2 separate regions of the Sus scrofa genome follow, and region 1 is linked to region 2. Evidence: chromatin contacts called from public HiChIP or PLAC-seq data. All regions are on one chromosome and are shown on one strand. The core of a region is the stretch at or near the end of the contact, and the rest is flanking DNA. Distances in the headings are between cores, read along the strand shown. Region 1 has its middle 84 kb from the start of IFNGR1. Region 2 has its middle 91 kb from the start of TNFAIP3.

Region 1 (3,837 bases), core at 880-3,379, 560 kb before region 2:
ACAGCCGGAAGTAAAGGTTTATATACCAACTTAAAAGAAAATGAAGGTAGAGAGGATAAGTCTTCAAGGAAAGTATGGAAGTTTCTATTGGGCTTTTAAATGTCATCAAGCAGCTGAGTCCACACTTTCCAGGGCTAAAGTTCAGTCTTCTTCCAAACAGGAACCTCCCCTGGAGAGGGGTCAATGGCAGCTGTATTTTGGGGACTATCTAAGTTTCAGTACTGTCTCTTTCCATGGCTAGTGATTGTTCAGATGTTTTCAGTTAAAAGCCACTTTAATCCCTGCAAAAGACTCTCCATGCCCTCTTCCCCGGCTGTAGGGAACGTGGGAGTACGTACTGATACGCAGGTACACAGCAGAGCTGTCACTTAGGCCCAACAACCTTGGAGAATCTGGGCTCTGACAGACTCTAGGTGGACAAAAAATAAACCTGGGTTAGTTTGGGCCACCGAGATGTGTTGTCTGCAACTTATTTGAACACACCTACCAATAGAGTATTAGTTTACAATTGGTTAAATTAACCTTACAATTCAACTTGATACTTTCCAGATTTTAAGAAAAAGTTCTTGGTGACTATATATACATATGACTAATGTTCTTCTTTATTCTATAGCTCTCTCAGTCTAAAATATCCAAACATCTGGAATGCCCATTGTGGCGCAGCAGAAACGAATCCGACTAGGAACCATGAGGTTGCGGGTTCGATCCCTGGCCTCGCTCAGTGGGTTAAGGATCTGGTGTTGCCATGAGCTGTGGTGTAGGTCGCAGACACGGCTCAGATCTTGCATGGCTGTGGCTGTGGCGCAGACTGGCATCTGTAGCTCTAAATGGACTCCTAGCCTGGGAACCTCCATATGTCGCAGGTGTGGCCCTAACAAGCAAAATAAATAAATAAATAAATAAATAAAATATTCAAACATTTAAAGGAGTGTTAGCATGTAAATAAAATTATTTCTTCTCTTTAGGAAGGATGAGAAGTACCTGTACATTTGTAAGTTTGTTCTCAAATTGTGTATTTAAAAATCTACAATTTCTTGATACTTGGACATAATAAATCCTCATTCTAGAAGCAACGTTTGTTCACTATTTCATAAACTTGAAACAAACACACACTGCCTAAAATAGGGCTTGCTCTTTCACCACTAAAGTTTTGATCTTTTGTCTTTTTTTTTTTTTTTTTAATTTCTTTTTAGGGCCACACCCGCAGCATATGGAACTTCCCAAGTTAGGGGTCCAATCAGAGTTGCAACTGTTGACCTAAGTCACAGCAACGCCAGATCCAAGCTGCATATGCAACCTACACTGCCCCTCTTGGCAATGCTGGATCTGTAACCCACTGAGTGAGGCCACAGATGGAACCCTCATCCTCATGGATACTAGTCCAGTTCTTAACCCACTGAGCCACAACCAGAACTCCCTGATCCTTTGTCTTAAAGCTTTTGCTTCTCTCTGCCCTCTGTTCAGTTGTGAATGAGCTCAGTGTGATTGCATCATTCATTAATTCACTCTTTCATTCATTCCACAAGCCGTTCTTTGAGGGCTCACTATGTGCCAGGCATCGGCTTAGGTTATTGGCTATTTGTGAGTAATGAGACAAACCCTCTGACCTTCAGTCATGCAGATTGCAGGCAAGGAAAGGACATGGAGACTGGTAATATCACTACAGGGTGGTGGTGAGCCTGGTGACAATGGTTGCCCATGGAATTGAGGGAGAGAAGAAAATTAGCAGCTCTCCTCACCTCAGGTGTATATGTGAGGGATGAACAAAGGCACCTTCTTAATGGGGATGACACCTCCCTGGGAAAAAAAAGGAAACCATTAGTTAAGAGAGTAGTGTGGGCTGGGTGGTCGGAGGAAGCTTTAGCTGTTATGGGTGTGATGGGGTAAACGTAGAAGTAAAGGCAGGAGGAAAGATGAGAGCAGAAGATGATGACAAAATAAATTTTGCTAACCCTGTAAATTGCCAAGGGTCTAAAAAGGATTAAGCAGGAAGGTGGATAATCTGTATGCATTCTGGCTGGTATTGAGGACAGGAAAAGGCAAGGAAAAAAGAGTAGGTGCAAACCCCTGGGGAGAGCTTCACTCTTCAAAACTTTCACTTTCACTTTCAGTGGTGTCCAGCGTTGGGTAGGACTGGTCGCCTTTCCAGGCATCTGTAATCTAGAGCATCAGAGTTAGAAATTAATTGTTGGGGAGTTCCCATTGTGGCTCAGTGGAAATGAATCTGGCTAGCATCCATGGGGACTAAGGTTCAATCCCTAGCCTTGCTCAGTGGACGAAGGATCCAGCATTGCCGAGAGCTGTGGTGTAGGTCACAGACGTGGCTTGGATGTGGCATGGCTGTGGCTGTGGTGCAGGCCAGTGGCTACAGCTCTGATTACACCCCTAGTGTGGGAACCTCCCTATGATGGGGGTGCAGCCCTAAAAAGACAAAAAAGAAATTCATTGTTGGGTGGGACTTAGAGTTTCTGCAAATTGATTCTGACTCTTAATGTAGTAGAGCTACCTGGCTAGACCAGTGTGTTGGGAGGTAGTTCTCTGTAGAACTGTCATGTCTCCTGTGACTTGTGTGAGCAGAAGTAGTGACAGTGCATTCTTGGTCTAGACTATCCTTTCAGTTTGTGTAGCGAATAGCCTTGGAAGATGGCATCAGTGTCTCTCTCCAAAGAAGAGGAAAGAGTTGCTTGTGGTCCAGTATTTCCTTCTCTCTGGGGCAAAGATTGAGCAGGTGTGCTTATAGCCCATTAAAAAAATTCAGGTTTCCTAAGTTTAGGGGTCTTCAGCTGTAATGCAAACCTATTCTGTGTGCAGCATGCACCCAGGCCAGCTTCATCACCCCCGTGAGCCGAGGGGCATTGGGGATTGGTGTGAACATGCACGTTCATGCTGCCTGTTGTGCTGGGAGTAATAGAGTCCATTGTCTAACTCAGAGTCTGCTGTCTTTTGCTCTCAGAAGTGGAACTGTGCATGCTAAATTGTTAACTTGCATTTGGATTAAAAATCTCAGACTCTGCACAGTTAACAGGCAGGATATGGGCACAGGGCCCCAAACTGCTGCAGGATCATCAGAAGGGTAACTTTGACCAATAACCTGGAGTTATATGTTGTCTGGGTGGAATGGACTTAATGGTTTCCTCACTGCCTGATGCCCATTATTAACAAATCTGACAAGCTTCTAGCACTCAAACCACTCAGAAAATCATTGTCCATGGAAATGATTGCAAGCAAGATTATAATTTTATTTACAATATGCAAAAGTTGAAAAACACAGAGATATAAACTAAAGATCTAATTACAGTCTTTGTCCAAGTTCCTTTTGAACTTGATTTTTCATCCACTGCCACTCAAAGTTTAGATGATCAGATAAATAAGGTAATCATTAAAGATATACATAAATTTGCCATTTTTTCTTTCATGTCATAAGGTGAAAGGATAGGTGGAATCGAGCTTGGGCTATAGATTTGTTAAAAGCAGATTTCCTCGTAACATTAACAGTCATTGTAAGTTTACCAAGAATAAGCAGCACTGGAATTTATGCGATTAGACTTGGTTGCTGCAGTTTTCCTTGGGAAAAATTCCAGTCTTACGAGAGAATTCTGGCTCTATCACTTACTCTTTAGTTACTTAACTTTTCTATGCCTCAGTTTCCTCAGCCATAAGATGGGGATAACACGACTTTCACAGGAGGTCTTTGTGAGAATTAACTGAGTATTCACACATACCCAAAACTGTGCTTCGACAGTGCCTGGTGCATGGATGCTCCATAAATGTTTGGTCTTATACATTTATGTCATTGGTGACAAACTTAGTATTTCATATAATATTGTGAGTAACAAT
Region 2 (3,508 bases), core at 97-2,596:
ATTTCTGGAAAAATTCTTCCACTGGTTTGTGTGCCCTACAGTGCCTGGTGTAGGTCTTTGCTCAACAGCACATTTATAGTAAATATTTGTTGATTTGTTTCATATACGGAACCTTACCTGACTCTGATAAAGGTATTTATGTCTGATTTCATACTTGGAAAACCCTAACAGAGATTTGAAGAACACACACTTGTCTGATGATTCAGTATGCGTTTTGCCCATGAGTGGGCTAGCAAGGATTTCCTTCATTTTTGTAATTTGAGTTTATCTACAGCAGTGCTTCTCAAATGGGGAGGTGGAGACAAATTTGCTCCCCAGGGGATCCTTGGCAATGTCTGGAGCTGTGTTTGGATGTCATAACTTGAGAGGGTGTTACAGGTGTATCTACTGGTACACACCAAAGATGCTGCTCAGGATCCTGCCATGGGAAGGACAGCCCTTCCCCCTCCTCAATAAAGAGTTATCTGTCCCCAAATGTCATTAGTGTCAAGTTGGAAAAACCTCACTCTAAAGAGGAAGCAATCACCATTCTTAGGATCACTCCCTTTCCTGAACTCTCTGCTATGCTAGATTCATGAGACAGAGGGGAGAGCACAGAGCCAGAAGAGATCAACTGTTGGTCAAATACATGATGCGTGGTCAGTGGAGAATCGATGGGCCAGCAATGAAAGAATTCTTCTCAGCTCAGGTGCTTCTAGGAGCCCTGAGCTGGTAGCACCATTTTCATCCCCAACGCACCAAGGCATTATTGCCATGGGTGTCTGATTATTCTCTTCCTGAATAATGTCTCCTAGATCCCCCACACAATTTAACATGGAAACCAACGTGAAAGCCCTCTATGAAGGGTACTAGATACATTAAGTTCTTGAATCCAAGCTGATAATTGTAGTAATGTGAGACTGACTTAATGGGACCAGAACCCTTGTAAATGTTAATTCATTCTCAGAGTTTCCCAAAGAAACAACTGCTTTTATAAGAAGGTCAAATGTCTATCTTATACTGACACATCGAGGCTGTGAATAAATGTGGTTATAACACCGGTTTCCTCTCTCGGAAATTTCCTGCATTGGTGGCTTGGTTCTTTTTTTAAGTTAAATATAATCTAGCTGAATATTTGCAAAATGTTTTTGCTTTGTTCTCTTACTTTCTTTTTTCATTGCCACCTCTCCCTCCTCCATCCAACTTTCTTTTTTCCTTTGTTACTTCCTTCCATATTTTATTTCTTGCTTTCTTTCCAACTCTAGGAACAAGAAGAAAAATTCTTAGCTGTGTTTCCTTTCTAGTTCTCTATGTGAGCGCTAGACTGATACTTTTTTAAAAATAACTTTGTGCTGCCATCTTGTGGCAAATTCAGGTATTCCACCAGTCCAATAAATGGACTTAATGGGACTGAAATGGCAGAATTATTGAAGTACCTGAAAATGTCCTGCTGGGCACTTGCAGCCCTAGTTAACTAAGAATTGAGGAGATCTCTTGACTTTAAGAGCCAGGACCCAAAGCTAAGGCCCCCTCAATCCCTACAATTCACCCTCCTTCCAAAGCCTGTGATTTCTCCCAGGAAAGGAGGCAAATTTATTGTTACCAATCTGAGTCATGAAAACCCTTGAGCATAGAAAAACACCTTCAAATACACCTATGGCATATGTTAGCTCTTTATTTTTTTATTTTTTAGGGCCACACCTGTGGCATATGGAAGTTCCCAGGCTAGAGCTGAAACTGGAGCTGCAGCTGCCAGCCTACCCCACAGACACAGCCACTCTGGATCCAAGCTGCATCTGCGAACTATGCTGCAGCTTATGGCAACACGAGATCCTTAGCCCACTGAGCAAGACCAGGAATGGAACCCACATCCTGTGAGTAATAGTAAGGTTCTTAACCCACTGAGCCACAACGGGAACTCCCATGTTAGCTCTTTAGAAGGAACTTCTCAGTTTGTAAGTGTTCAGAATTATTTTTTATCAAGTCAACCATGCAGATTCAAGAACTCCTGGATTAACGTGGGGAATTGCCTTAAATCGTGATCCTGACGTTAACCTAGGTAAGTAACCAACAGTCAAATACTTTGGGACAGGAGTTCCCGTCGTGGCGCAGTGGTTAACGAATCCGACTAGGAACCATGAGGTTGTGGGTTCGGTCCCTGCCCTTGCTCAGTGGGTTAACGATCCGGCGTTGCCGTGAGCTGTGGTGTAGGTTGCAGATGCGGCTTGGATCCAGCATTGCTGTGGCTCTGGCGGAGGCCGGTGGCTACAGCTCCGATTGGACCCCTAGCCCGGGAACCTCCATGTGCCTCGGGAGCAGCCCAAGAAATAGCAAAAAGACAAAAAACAAAAACAAATACTTTGGGACAGACGGAACACAACACAAAAAAAGTTAGCGAGATATTTGCAAAGGTCAAAATTGTATTTGTTCAACAAAACAACACATGGGTGTGTCCACTGCCTTGTTAGAGCAGAGGAGTTACACAAAATATCAAGCTGATATTTAACAAAAGCTCTGAAGGATCTGGATCCCTTAAATGATGCTGGAACCTCAAACTCAGCAGATCCAAAATGAAAGTCATCCCTCTGTTGCCCCTGTCCCAGCCTTCCCACATCCATCACTCTCACACACTCACACACACACACATGCAATCTCCATGCTACAGCCATATTGCATCTCTTTAAAAGGCTTTTTTTTTTTTCTTTTCTTTTCAGGGCTGCAACCATGGCATATGGCAGTTTCCAGGTTAGGGGTTGAATCAGAGCCTATACCATAGCTCACAGCAACGCCAGATCCTTAACCCACTGAGCAAGGCCAGGGATCACACCTGCATCCTCATGGATACTAATCAGGTTCATTACTGCTGAGCCACAATAGGAACTCCCCCCAAAATTCTCATCTGATCCTGTAACTATCCTAATGTCCTTTGAGCCCCTCCCCCACCTCAGATTAAAGTCTGAAACCCCTAACCTGTCTGATTCCTGGCCCACTTCCCTCGCCCCCCCATGTCCCATCTGCATTTGCCTTCTTCCAACTTGAGCACTGGGCATCCTCTCACCAGGCGGGTGCCCCCGTGCAAGCGCCAGTATTTCTCTGTAACAATCCTCATGCCGATAATTCATTTTTTTCACCTCTCTTTCCTGTTACAAGAGGGTAGTGGCTCAGGGCATTTCTTTTGCTGCAAGGTAAATGCTCAGAAATATTTATTTAACCTGCCTTGGAACATGGTTTTCAGCAACAGGGCAATAAGATAGGTTTTAGGGTGATGGAGACAATGATAGGACCCTTGTCACAGTTTTCAGACAAGAAGCCAGCCCGGTGAGCCTGGTGATCCTCAAGCTTGTCTATGGCAGCCCTGGAATCAGAAGCCCATTATCCCCACAAACGATTCTGGGAGCTCCCTGGGAGGAGAGATGGAGAGGCAGACGGGACCTTCCTTTGGCACAAACATCGAACGTGATAAGGGTTTGGGGGGCAAGTGTGAGACCGGTTCCCGCAGCCTCCGTGAGTGAAAGCACCTGCCTTCTGC

What was found. HiChIP or PLAC-seq counts read pairs in DNA pulled down with a chosen protein or histone mark.
Region 1: a contact with region 2 is called in an H3K27ac HiChIP or PLAC-seq map of alveolar macrophages. The contact joins two enhancer-like sites. A contact is called at or near these places in 1 of 47 Hi-C or Micro-C datasets (omental adipose tissue) and 1 of 2 datasets of contacts at active chromatin or transcription factors (alveolar macrophages).

What each region holds. Positions count from the first base shown.
Region 1 is chr1:26,951,168-26,955,004 of Sscrofa11.1, reverse strand. No RefSeq gene overlaps it. Among named protein-coding and RNA genes, the nearest start is that of IFNGR1, 84 kb to the left of the region's middle. Within about 2 kb of position 2,129, at least 7 of the 83 cell types and tissues checked have an H3K27ac peak or open chromatin away from gene starts, as enhancers often do. A contact at or near this core is called in alveolar macrophages, where this site is marked.
Region 2 is chr1:26,393,434-26,396,941 of Sscrofa11.1, reverse strand. No RefSeq gene overlaps it. Among named protein-coding and RNA genes, the nearest start is that of TNFAIP3, 91 kb to the left of the region's middle. Within about 2 kb of position 1,346, at least 7 of the 83 cell types and tissues checked have an H3K27ac peak or open chromatin away from gene starts, as enhancers often do. A contact at or near this core is called in alveolar macrophages, where this site is marked.